Linked DNA regions of Sus scrofa: region 1 is linked to region 2. The links are chromatin contacts, called in public HiChIP or PLAC-seq maps. All regions are on one chromosome and are shown on one strand. Each heading gives the region's core, a stretch centred on a gene start, on an enhancer-like site or on the middle of the called end of the contact. The rest is flanking DNA. Distances are from core to core; before and after follow the strand shown. Region 1 holds the start of FDPS (farnesyl diphosphate synthase). Region 2 holds the start of TSACC (TSSK6-activating co-chaperone protein).

The links. HiChIP or PLAC-seq counts read pairs in DNA pulled down with a chosen protein or histone mark.
Region 1: an H3K27ac HiChIP or PLAC-seq map of skeletal muscle shows a contact between it and region 2, with 6 times the contacts expected there. The contact joins the promoter of FDPS here to the promoter of TSACC in region 2. A contact is called at or near these places in 1 of 5 promoter capture datasets (liver) and 1 of 2 datasets of contacts at active chromatin or transcription factors (skeletal muscle).

Annotation. Positions count from the first base shown.
Region 1 is chr4:94,512,422-94,515,121 of Sscrofa11.1, forward strand. FDPS (farnesyl diphosphate synthase) reads right to left here and starts at 1,273. Exons shown (of 10, transcript NM_001185131.1): 1 at 1,092-1,273; 2 at 852-1,014. The coding sequence starts at 1,273.
Region 2 is chr4:93,733,645-93,736,344 of Sscrofa11.1, forward strand. It overlaps TSACC (TSSK6-activating co-chaperone protein), which reads right to left and starts at 1,385. Exons shown (of 4, transcript XM_013996980.2): 1 at 667-1,385. It overlaps CCT3 (chaperonin containing TCP1 subunit 3), which reads left to right and starts at 323. Exons shown (of 14, transcript NM_001244180.1): 1 at 323-478; 2 at 2,545-2,606. The coding sequence starts at 448.

The DNA.
Region 1 (2,700 bases), core at 23-2,522, 780 kb after region 2:
TCGGCCAGAGGAAATCTTGGAGGAGACCATAGGGTGGAGGACCCGTCCCCCACTCCTCCAATGGCATGTCCTGCTGGGACCTCTGTGCCGTTGGCTGCCCTTAGATCTAATTCACTGGGAAGACTTCCCTTTTAATCTCCATCCCAGTGTAGACACACCCCCTTCTCCTTAGTTCCCCTCAGACAAATGAGAGAGCATTTATAGTAAGAATTACTAGATACTCTAAAAGAATAAAAGAATTAGGAGTTCCCATTGTGGCTTAGCAGTAATGCACGCAAACTAGTATCCATGAGGACACAGGTTCAATCCCTGGCCTTGCTCAGTGGGTTAAGGATCAGGTGCTGCCATGAGCTGTGGTGTAAGTCAGACATGGCTAGGATCAGGTGTTGCTGTGGTTGCAGCTCTAATAAGACCCCTAACCTGGGAACTTCCATATGCCACACTTGTGGCCCTTTAAAAAAAAAAAAAAAAAAGGAATAAAACAATAAGGCAACTTAAGTATCTCAGCAATAGTTCTTGTCCTAGAGCAGGAGTTTCTGATGCACTAGCTTCACCCAAGCCCATCTCAGACTGCCTTCCTCCCAGGTCCCTGCCAAGGTAGCCCCTCATTATTTCTGGATGCCTAATGCCTCACCCCCAGGGCCCTCCACCCTTATTCAAAGCAGTGCGGATGGCCCAAAAGAACCACCAGGCAGGACTACTGGGCTAAGTATACCTGCACCTCCAGAGGGCACCCAGAAACGCTCAGGTAAAACCCTGCTCCCACCCCTGCCAAAAGTCCCCCAAAAGCCAGAGCTGGATCCCACACATGCAGAGAGAGCAAAGACTCTCTCCAGTCATAAATCCCTCACCTCCTTGAGTCGGGCAACAGCATCTCCTATCTCTGGGTGCCCGATGTCCTCCTCAGTCAGCACCTTGACGATCTGGGAGAAGTGCTGGATGAAATCCTGCCTTTCTCGGGCATAAGCGTCCAATTTCTGGTCTCCGTTCATTCTGAGGGAGGAGTAAAATGCTCTGAGGAGAGGGAGGACAAGTCAGAAACCTGAACAGCTGCTCCCCTCCCCAAGGCCCCTCACCCCCACCAAACTCACCGAGGCTCCTCTGTCCACGCTTGGCACCAGCAGCGAGCACTGTGCCATGCCCCCAGGACTGGGCACCCGTGCACCAGGGAGGGCCGCCGTAGGGGACCCAGCCACCTCTCCCGGGGCACCCAGCAGGGGGCTGGCAGCAAGAAGAGCCCCACAGATCTCAGCCAGCGGGACAGGGGCAGCATGGGGGGTGGTACAGGGAAGGGGCACTGAGCACTCCCTGCAGGAGCAAGCACCAAAGGCAGATGCACGTTGGCAGCTCCCCAGGTCACCTCCCCGAACTTTTACCTCCATAGCCAGAAGGCCCCACTTTCTCCTGGTATGAGATTGAGGGCATTTACAGGGAAAAAAAAAAATGTGGGGAACAAAAAGTACAGCTGGGTGACTGAGAATAAACTAACTGCACTTAAAATATGATGGCTAGAACTTGGAGTTTCCTGGTGGCCTAGTGGTTAAGGACCCAGTCTTGTCACTGTTGTGGGCAGGTTGGATCCCTGGCCTAGGAACTTCCACATGCCATAGGTGTCGCCAAAAAGAAAAAAAAGGTGACTAAAACTTATTGCCACCTAACTTTATCCTTTTCAACCATCAATGCCTCCCCTCCAGGGATTCTCTGGAATTGCTACACCCCTGGCTGCTTCCCAAGTCCTGGAGTACAGAGAGAAGAGTCTAGAGTAAAGGAATTCAGAACTGGGGGCTAGGAAGACCCTTAAATCAACCTATTTTATATAAGTCAAGCTGAGCCTCTAGGAGGTAGGAAGATACCTAGGACGTGGGTACCAAACCTAGAATCCAGGTCTTCCCAGTAGCCAGAAAGAGGGGTACAGAGTCTGTGAGATGAAGAGACATGAAACAGGAACCCCTGGGTGCTATGGACATGTGGTCTGAGGCTCTGGGACTGGGTGTCCTAAGCCTTTACAGACTAGAACTATGCAGACAACCTCAGAACAACAGTGGGCAGGTGGGGAGAGTTCGCAGTAGAAGAGCAAACCAATGTGCAGTTACACTGAGGGTTCCAGGAAAGCACAGGACAGGGATGGGAGTTTTTCACATCCATGAGGTTAGCCAGTCGGTCCCACCAACCCCCAAAGCGGGGGAACTCCAGCACAACGTACTGGTCCTCCTGTGCCTCAAAGTATCACTACAGAAGTAAGGCTGAGTTTCTAACCCGTGCCTCCACTCCCTGCCCGAGACCTCTCTCACCTGTTCCTGGATGCCGGTTGTGGATCCAGAGAATTGCTGGGGTATGCCTAAAAACCGGACTCCTCAACGCTCAGCTCTCTGGGACTAGTAGTTCTCCATCTCTTTTCGCTATAGGCAGAAAGGCCCAGTAAACTACAATTCCCGGCATGCCACGGGAGGGACAACTACAACGCAATCTAGCGTGTACTGGCAGGGTGGAGACGAGCCACTCTGATTGGATGTTTTCCCTCGTATGAGTATGAGGCCCTGTAACCCACAGCCAATGGAAGTGCAGCACCCCGGGGCCCACAGCTAGAAGGAGGTAGAGTGGGCCAAGATTAGAGGCTGCTGTGGCAAATGGGAAGCAGGCTGGGAGTTTCCTACGCTCCCAGCTGTTGCCTTTACTACATTTCAGTTTTCATTATCTTCC
Region 2 (2,700 bases), core at 135-2,634:
CGAGACGCATGAGTTTAATGACCTCACCTGCGGTGTTAATGGAAAGCCTCTACCCCAGCACCCACCCTTATAGTTGACACACATGCGCAGTGGCGTTCCGGCCAACTACCCGATCCTTGGCGCTTGCGCCAAGGTTCGCGCCGCACGCGGCCGGGAGCGGCCACCCCATTGCGCAAGCGCCTCTGCCCTCTCATTGCCATCACCGTGCTCTCTCTACCTAGCTTGCCCCGCGTTCTTGCGTAGGGGGCGGGGCTAAGAATGTCAATTGGCCTGTTTCCGTGCCGGTCAGTGAGATGGGTGCGGTGATTGGGGGCGCCCGGGAGGGTAGCGGGGTTGGGTGTAAGCCCTGAGGAGGCAGCGTTTTCTGGGCTTCTCGCTGGTTCTCTCTCTCCAGAAGGTTCTGCCGGTTCCCCCTGCTTTGGGTACCCGGCTCTGCATCGCGCCGCCATGATGGGCCATCGTCCGGTGCTCGTGCTTAGTGAGTTTTGGGAAAGCTGGGGAAGGGACCCCCTCTTCATCTCCCTCTTTCGGCACTTTACAGCCTTGCCTCAGCCCAGTCCCGCCCTGGTCCGGCCCCTGAGCCTTCCAGTCGTTCATTTTGGAAGCCCCTTCTGCTTTCCTGTCTACCCTTAACGTATTCCCATGTCTACACAAACGCAAACTGACCTTTCTCTCTCGAGCCTCATTTTTCCGGGCTCTGGCCTCGGGAAGATGCTTCCCACTCGGCATTCTGTTCTTCACCTCCAACCCCCGCCCTTGCAACCTTCTTTGAGTGATTTTCAGTGTGCAGTTTTGTGACTAACGGCTTTTAAGTTTGGCCTAGCATTTTAACCTTGGCCCATCCCTTAGTAGTGGTGTGGCGTCAGCCACGTTGTTTGATTGAAACGTTTCCATCTTTATTATTAGGATTAACTATTTTCCCGTAAGATTGTGACTCAAGTGAGATAAGTAGAGACAATTGCTTAAAAGAGCGAGTGGTAGCCTTGGTTATTTGTATTTTCAGTAATTGTCCTCTTGAATTTCCATTCTGCAACTTCTGTTCCTCAAGTAACCCTACCTTCCTCACTGGTTTATCTTAGATGTAGTTATTCCCTTGATATCCCCTCCGTGGTAATCTTTCCCACTTACCAACTGAGTTTTCCCACATTTTTCCATTGGGTCTCTTTACCTATGGGGAATGAGTCGCATTTCTGTTGTCTTCCTCGGGTATGTTTCTGTTCTGTGTAATCTCAGCCTTATTAGTCATTTTCCGTCCCTCTCTTATGCGTGTAGAATGCTATCGATTTTCTGTATACCTGGAAAATAACTGTTTGCAAACAAGAATCCACTTAACCCAGAAAAAAAAACCAATTTTTTTCTGATGAATCCAATCAGAAAGGTCCATGCAGGATTTTGGTTATCAGTGCCTGAAATAGGAATCTAAATCCTGAGAACTGTGAATGAATGTTTAGGTTTGATGGGTGGGAAATTTTACAACAAACTGTAGGGAAGTATAATTTGGAGAGAGGAGTGAAATAAACATTCTTTTGATTCAGGTATAGCCATTGAGAGGGCCCTAAGGTGAGTAGTGCGTTGTTCAGCTCTTTTGAGGTCGGAGTTAATCCCTTGCATTAGCGGCCCTAACCTATTAGACTTCCTATTAAAACATGTAGGTCACACTTACTGATGGTCAGTGGGTTCCTGAGGCATTCTGGTTATGTCCAAGCATGAAGTGATTGTATCTCGCAAACCCAGATGCTTTTGAGTGTGTGTTCTCATTCCATAGCACACAGGGGAGAAGGGGGGAGGAACTATTTAATAATTACGCTGGGAATGTCAGTATGATTCTGTGTACCCAATTATGAGGACATGAATCCCCCAAGTTTTCCTTTTTACATAAGGGAGTGATTGATGCTTTTTTAGGGTCACCAGGTCTTTAAAAATCTGATGGATCTTAGGTTATGAATCCTTGTTATACATACATGAATATTTGATTAGAGAGAAAGTGATGACTAAGATTCCAAAGTTGAAGCTTTATGAATTGTTTCTTAGTATACCAGGAGTTGAAGTAAAGAAAGAAATAAGTATGTATGTTTACTTATTAACAGCTCGTTGAGGTGCAATTGATATACAAAAAGTTGCACATATTTGAAGAGTATAAGTTGGTAAGCTTTGATCAGTGTATACATCTGGGAAACCAGTATGTGTTTTTGTTTTTTTTTTTTTTTTTTGTTTGCTTCTTAGGGCCAAACCCGCGGCATATAGACGTTCCCAGGCTAGGGGTCCAATCCGAGCTGCAGCTGCTGGCCTAGGCCACAGCCACAGCAATGTGGGATCCAAGCCTCATCTTCGACCTACACCACAGCTCACTGCAACGCCAGATCCTTAACCCACTGAGCAAGGCCAGGGATCGAACCCAAAACCTCATGGTTCCTAGTTGAGTTCATTTCCGCTGCACCACCAGGGAAACTCCTGTTTTTATTTTCAAAGATTGGGAAATAAATGAATAACTTATATACAATGGGGCAGTCCTGGACTATTGCCTTTTGTTTTTATCTGTTTTAGGCCAGAACACAAAGCGTGAATCTGGAAGAAAAGTTCAGTCTGGAAACATCAATGCTGCCAAGGTAGCCTATCTTATAAGTTGTCTGCCTCTAGCTATCTTCCCTGGTGTTTCAGTTTTTGTGATTTGACAGAGGAAAAGTTGACTTCCTTTCCCTC